Regions from separate parts of the Aedes aegypti genome. Here region 1 is linked to region 2. Evidence: chromatin contacts called from public Hi-C data. All regions are on one chromosome and are shown on one strand. The core of a region is the stretch at or near the end of the contact, and the rest is flanking DNA. Distances in the headings are between cores, read along the strand shown.

Region 1 (3,619 bases), core at 925-3,424, 41 kb before region 2:
CTCTGTAGGAAATTTCTTGACCCTTTCAGTCAAGGAATTTCTTTACTTTTCTTGAGCGAAACAGCATACTTAGCTTTATACAAAAAATGTAGAGTATCAATACAAAAAGCGTCACGAGAGGGTGGGTGGTCCAAAATTGCCAATTTAAGCGTTATGAGATATATGAACCAGCCCAGTCTTGTGTTTAGATTTATCAGCATCTTTGAAAAAAACTTCTCCGCTGATTGAGGTTTTTAAGGCGAAGTAGGCCGTCATTGAAATTTGTACGCGTCGTTGATGATTGTTGCAAATTCATCTCATGATTTCGAATCAAAGAAAATCAGTTAGTTTTGTACTGACACAGCTGAAAAAGTATCAGCATACTTTATGCATGTTAGCGCGTACTGTGATACTTTTTCAAGTCAATACTAACTATCAAGACTGAGTTTTATCACTTTTAAATGCAAGCTGAAAAGTCATCATTGTGGCCAAAACGAATGACGGGCTACTTAGCCTTAATAATAGTTTATTTTGAATACAATACTTTGGGCTCATTCATAAATTTCATAACGCTGAAGGTGGTGATTGGTTGTTTGTGGGTGGGTGGGTGTCAAAAACGATCATTTTTGGCGTTATGAAATTTGTGAATAAACTTTTTTCACTTTTTCAGCCAAAAACGACGGGCTGCATTTGACGTTTTGTGACAGCGGAATCTGGACTGTATATGACGTTGATATTTTTCCTCTTCGCGAGTCTCTTTCAGCTCACACCTAGCCAGTTCGCGAGTCTGTGATGTTTGTTATGGGTTAGTACCCTGCACCCCGCTAATTTGAACGTCGGGGTTCATTTTTAATTCGAACATCTAGTCACCCTAAAATCGTCTTTCTGGTTACCTCTTTCACTGTTATGTTTTAATTCTGCGTTCCGTTCCACAGCGTTTCATTTCACTTTATTCCGTTCCATGAGCTGAATGACGTTTGAACCATTTTTAATCTGAACGATGTGCGAATTAGCGGGGTACAAATTAAAAAGCGTTCAGATTAAATGTGATCAAACCAACGGGGGTACCCGGTATACACTCGTGAGCTGCTTCGTGATGCGAACTTTTCCACCACTGGGGGAGATGTTTCCTGGATTACATGGCTTGCTGACTTGATCGTGCAAAACAAACTTGCCAGTTGTCAACTATTTTCCAACATGGCGGAATTGGGTCCAAAAATTTTTAATGAAATCTTGTTTTTATTTAATAACACGAAAAAGCATGTTACTGTAACTACTTTAGCAATTTTTCCCGCTCAAATAATGGCTATATCATGTTTAAACTTTAATTTAAAAATTTGGTCCACAAATGAACCTTGACACTTTTGATCATGTTTGACGTTCGCTTAGTCGACAAAAACACCACAGGGGTTTTAGATCGACCACTGGGGTTGTTCCTATCTGACATTTCGTAAGGGACACGGAAAACAAAATACACCCAAAATTTGAGTTTAAGACAAAGGATGTGACAAAATCTAAAAAAAATATTTTTTGGGCTTAAACCAACGGAAAACATTAGAAAATTGAGTAAACATGTGTTTTTGGCCTAAACTTAAGCGTTTGGCACTAAAATTGGGACAGGGCTTTAGGACCCCATACTCTGATTGACGGATTGAACTACCTCCCTTCTAGATACCTTGCCCCGATCTTTTCCGTGCAGATATATTTTTTCATTCCTACCTAAGTTTTATGACCTTGACTTTATTGTGCCCGCTTCGTCAAAAGTTTTGCCCGCCTCGCCGTGCGAAACGGTTGACAGCTCTGTCACAAGCGCGACGCCATCGCTCTTTTAGAACAACTAGAGCCCTACCCCTCAATCGCTGAGCGAGCGAACACTGGAACGCTAAAAATCAGTCCAACAAAATTGAATCCATTCTGTGTGAGTTGTTGAATGTGAATAATTTGTTAGAAGGATTGCACGTTTATAGTGAGTCAGATTGGTTCAAAATTTGAAAATGTCGTTTTAAAACTTGAAAATGCCATTCACGTCCAAATAAAAGTTGTTTGCGATTATGTTTATGTGTTACAATGTTAGTTGAAATGTAGACCCCTAAGTTTGTAGCGAAAGTCTTCAGCGTGGCTCAAAGTGTTTCGACACTCTCTCTCGCAACTTCTCGCCTGGCTGTCCGTCTTCGTCGTCGTCGACCAACGTTAGTACTAAATTTTCCATTCATGGTGTTTTTGTTGTCTCTCAAACACGCAGGCGGCGGTATTTTGGCTCTCCTCGGGGTTTAATCCGACGAAGAAAATTATTGCGATCTTTTCGGTAGTGCGACAGTTTGAACGGGTGCAATTTCGTGCGGAAAGTGTTCTCCAGCGAGCGGTGCATCGTTTACGCGTGGAATTCAGGTAAGCGGCGGTCGCAAAAGTTGCACAAATTGCACGCGAAAAATGGACGGTGCTGCTCTGTGGGGACGACATACCGAAAAGCACAACGAGTTGCTGCTGCTTCTGCGAGGAGAAAAATTTTCTACGACGACGACGACGGCTACTTTGGCTGCTGCCTTCCTGCCATCATTGCCTCCTCCTTGTTCTTTCTTCCTCGCATCGCACATCGTCGCCGTTGTTCCGTCCATCCGAACTACATCACACAAAGTCTCGTGCTGTCAAAGTGTGCGTGCAATGTGGTGGAAGACAACGCACAGTGGGACAGAAGAGTGCGTTATGTGGACATTTTTTTTTGTTTTTAGTAAACTTTCAAGGGTTTTTCTCAATTTTGATAGAATTTGAAGTTTTATGACTAATCCTGTCGTTTCAAAAAATGCCCTGAAATTGTACGTGGTTAAATTTTCCGCCAATCTATTTACAGGGCTGGTATTGTTTGTTTTTTAGATACTTGTAGGCGAATTCTGATTACAAACCTAAAAGGGAGTTTTTTTATAGGGATTACTAGGGTAGGTGTACCAGTTATGGCCATAGTGGTTCCCTATTTCGCCATACGTAATAATCTGAATGTCTACACATTTTGAAAAGTTTTGTGTGTTTTACTAGTAAGATATAGGATATATCTTGATGTTGAAACATTCAAAAAGATTAAAAATGTGAAAGTCATCGAAATATCACATATGGTCAAATAGGGAACCACTATGGCCATAACTGGTACACTTTCCCTATTTAAATTTTCTAAAATACTATCACCAATTCCAGTCTTCCGCCTATTTTCCCAGTAGTTAATCTAACAGATTATTCAAAGACTTCAAACTTCCAAGAAAAAAGGTTTCTTCCAGAGTTATTGAAGAAATTCGTTGAGTTCGTCAACGGCATATCTAAGGAACTACTTCAAATTTCTTTCATTGATTGTTTTCGGAAATCTATTAAGAACTTTTCCAGAAAACTCGCATTTAATTCCACCAGAGGACGGGCCTGGTGTAGTGGTTAGAACACACGCTGAGGATCTGGGATCGAATCCTATCCCCGAGATAGTCACTTATGACACAAAGGTTATAGTGACGACTTCCTTCGGGAAGTAAAGCCGTTGGTCCCGAGATGAACTAGCCAGTGAATCAATTGTCACCCAACACGCAGCAACAAAGACATTGTCACCTCCTATTATTGTTGCAACAATTTTATTCCGCAACATGAGTTTATCATCACTTGAACA
Region 2 (3,563 bases), core at 741-3,240:
CACGATCATATAATATTACAGGTCATCCAACTTATTTTGAAATTGCATCTCCAAAGATCTAAAAGTTCAACAACAGTTTTTTTAACATTAAACCTTCCATAACTTCTGTTGGAGCAAAACTTTAGTTTGTAGGCATAATATAGTATGATATACGGTATTTTTGTGTTAAAAATTCGTCAATTACAGTGGGTACACTACTATGGGTCACCTAATATTGTGGGTCATTTTCATTAGAATTAAATGTGAAATAGAGTGACTAATAATCGTGACTAGGGGACCCATGATAGTGTGGGCAGTTTTCTTATTTCACCCTTAAGGACATTATAAAGCAAGGCCAGAAATGGCGTCTAACATGGCACCTATCGCACTTCCCCTCCTTTCCACCCCTCTTGCCATACATTTGGTTTGGACAAAAATATGCAAACTTGTGAATCGAAGTTTACGGTTCTTACCTTTAGATTGTGATGCGAAACTGCTATAGCTGGCACACATGGCTATATTCTACTCACTGAAACTAAATTTATTGCACAATTGTAGTCAGGAGACGTAGCTCGTGCATTTTTCAAACCATGTACATTTTCCGTTTCTTTCAGCTTCTTTCTCCATTCTTGTCGGCATCAATTTAGCAGCAAAGTTCTCACTGCATTTTTACGCATAATTTTAACGTAAAAATCAATACAAATGTAATCACTTCAACCGCGCACATCTAAATTTTCTATAACTTTGATTAAAATACCGAAAAAACCTTGCAAATCGCGTTGAACTGGCTTTATTTTTCCAATTCCAATTTCACTTTACGGAGAGTAAACACTCGCGACGGTGACTATAAGCAGTCATGTTGTGTGGTAGTATTAGTGACTTTTTCAGCAGTGGGGCCGGAATTGTTTCTAAATAATTTATACAAATCACACATTTTTTCCGTATTTCCGAGACTTTGTGCTTCAAAAATTAAAACAATGTGAAGAATGATTTTTTTCCATTTCAATATATAGGAATAAATCCGGATAAAAATCAAGTTTGAATAACTTTCAAATAATTGAGAACATTCAGTATGAGCTTACCGCAACACTGCCATTTAGCTAGCTAATCAAAACAAACTTTGACAGTTTGTTCTTATGGTGGTATCTGTAACATGATTCTTGTTCTAACAAATACAATCACTATATGGGAAAAAGTTTACTTTACCAACACTCATGCATTTTTTATGTGGCTTCCTTTTATAATGTCCTTAAAAATAAGTGAAGGAAGCAAAGAAAGATCTTAGTAGATAAATGTAAAGTTGCTCATTACTCAAAAAACTCTGGATTATGATTCAGGCTGTATTTCAATAAGTAAATTAGACTAGAACCTATCAGATAAACCACCTATTTGTTTTTCCTACATTCATTTGTGCAATCAATTAGTATAACCTACTGAATATAAGAATGCAATAAGAAATTAGCTTTTTCGCCTTCACATCAAAGAAAGCTTTAGGATTCACATTTGTTTTCTGGTAGTGGTGCTTGCCAGATGTAAACAAAGGCTGCCCATTCACCAATACAAACGTGACAAGATTTTCATCACATTTGGTGCCTCTGCTATATAGCCGACGACAGAAGACCCAACATGTGATGATGACGATAATGACACTGACAAGTGGTCGTATGCACCGCTGGACCATCCTGTGTGTTAGTTTCGACCTTTTTTCCAACCAACATATATTTGCGACGTGAATAGCGCATAAACTAATCATAGAGGCACCGTTAGGTGAGAAGCTGAATCAATGAAAAGTGCAGCTTGCGATGGTGAATGAACACATTCAAAGACGATGACGTAGATTCGGGCGGAAGAGTCGAAGTATAAGGCACATGATACACGCAATGTCGCCGCGCTAGACGTTTGGAGCTTAGGCCCTGCTAAATGTACGCCGACAGTCTAAAACCACCACACGGTGATTCATTATCGCGCATCGACATCACACGACAACTGCTCGGCTGACTGTTCCACGTCCACGTTTTTCCTTACGTTTTATAGTCTCTATACCGACAAACAGTGTCTCCGATGATGAGTCTTGTGTAATAAAGTTAGGGAATACCTACATACAGTCATAACGATTGCGCAAAAACTTCTCTGGTGTCGTACACCCGACCGATGGTGATGACTACTACCCCATGCCATGTGGTCGTTATGCTCTTCAGGCACGGTGCTCTCTTCTACTCTCCTCGATTTTCTTTTGCTCCTGAATTGAGTTTGTTTCTCCTAGCATTTTATTGCTAATGCGTAATGGTTATTTTTGAGAGAGTGCCACCTTTATCGAAAAGCAATTTACTGCACATTGTTGCTAGTATTGCGGGTTTTCCCAAATTGGGTAAAAATAACGAAAATTACATAGAATTTTATTCTATCAAACCTTTAATTATACTCTTTTACTGCATTGACACGCCAGACATAACTCATTTTTAAAACCTTGAGGGAAATGACTGCTTACAACTTTTTGATTCTAAAACCGTCTCAAGGAATTCTGAAGGAAACTTTTTTGCAAATAATGGAGAAATATCCCGCTCATTTCTTGGATAAATATCTCAATGAATTAGGAAAGAACTTTTTAACAGTTCTTTCATTAATACAGTATTGCAAAAACATTTGCAACTTTTTTGATTTTCCATACAAAATGAGCAACTTTGGTAAGCTGTATCTCAGTTATTTATAGACCGATTTAAATGAAATTTTGGCAGAACATCAGACATAACTTGAGTTTTAACATATATTTTTGAGAGATTATTTCAATCACAGGTTCAAAAGCAGTAACGGTTTGACTAAAGTGATTTTTTTTGACGATTTTTTATAAATGACATAACTAAACATTTTGAAGGAATAGCTTCATGGTATCTTGAGCAAAGTTGTAGATTTTAACGAGATAAACAAGCTTGCTCAGAACAGCTTTTGTGTAGGGCTGTCAGATTTTAAAATAAATAGTTTTGAATTTTTCGTCGAAATTTACACTTTAGTTAAACCGTTATAACTTATAAACTCGTGATTGGAAAAAAATAATCAAAAATATATGTTAAAATTCAAGTTATATCTGATGTTTTGTGAAAATTTCATTCAAATCGGTCCTTGAATAACTGAGATCTAGCTTGCCAAAGTTGGTCATTTTGTATGGAAAATCGATAAAGTTGCAAATGTTTTGTCCAATACTGGATATCGCTGGAACATATGAAACTCGATTCAACTCAGATTCTCCTTCGGAATTTCTGACCAAATTACGTTCGGATTCTGGGAATGCAGTCACCCCACAGTTATAAATCATCTAATGGTCATTTTCAGAATAAAATATGATTAAAAACCATGGTGATTCTGTACAGTACCAAATTATCTCTCTGGCACTGCAGAATAGAGTTGTTTACGAGAATACACCTCAAAATTCGCAAAGAATCCTTAATTGACTAATATTATGCATCAGAATACTATAACAGCAATTTATTTGCAAGGTAAACAAATTGTGTCTTAGTGAAAGCATACGTTTTGACGTTTCTTATGGAGTCGTCTTATCTTTGATTCATAACTGTGGTATGGGTTTAAAT

Evidence for each region. A called contact is a pair of places that touch in the nucleus more often than the background predicts.
Region 1: a Hi-C map of whole pupa shows a contact between it and region 2, with 2.3 times the contacts expected there. The contact joins the promoter of LOC23687627 here to the enhancer-like site in region 2. A contact is called at or near these places in 2 of 2 Hi-C or Micro-C datasets (whole body and whole pupa).

The regions. Positions count from the first base shown.
Region 1 is chr1:213,274,883-213,278,501 of AaegL5.0, reverse strand. It overlaps LOC23687627 (GIGYF family protein CG11148), which reads left to right and starts at 2,174. Exons shown (of 9, transcript XM_021857487.1): 1 at 2,174-2,367.
Region 2 is chr1:213,233,653-213,237,215 of AaegL5.0, reverse strand. The region is part of intron 1 of LOC23687627 (GIGYF family protein CG11148); the gene reads left to right. Among protein-coding and RNA genes, the nearest start is that of LOC5576289, 13 kb to the right of the region's middle. Within about 2 kb of position 1,990, at least 3 of the 3 cell types and tissues checked have open chromatin away from gene starts, as enhancers often do.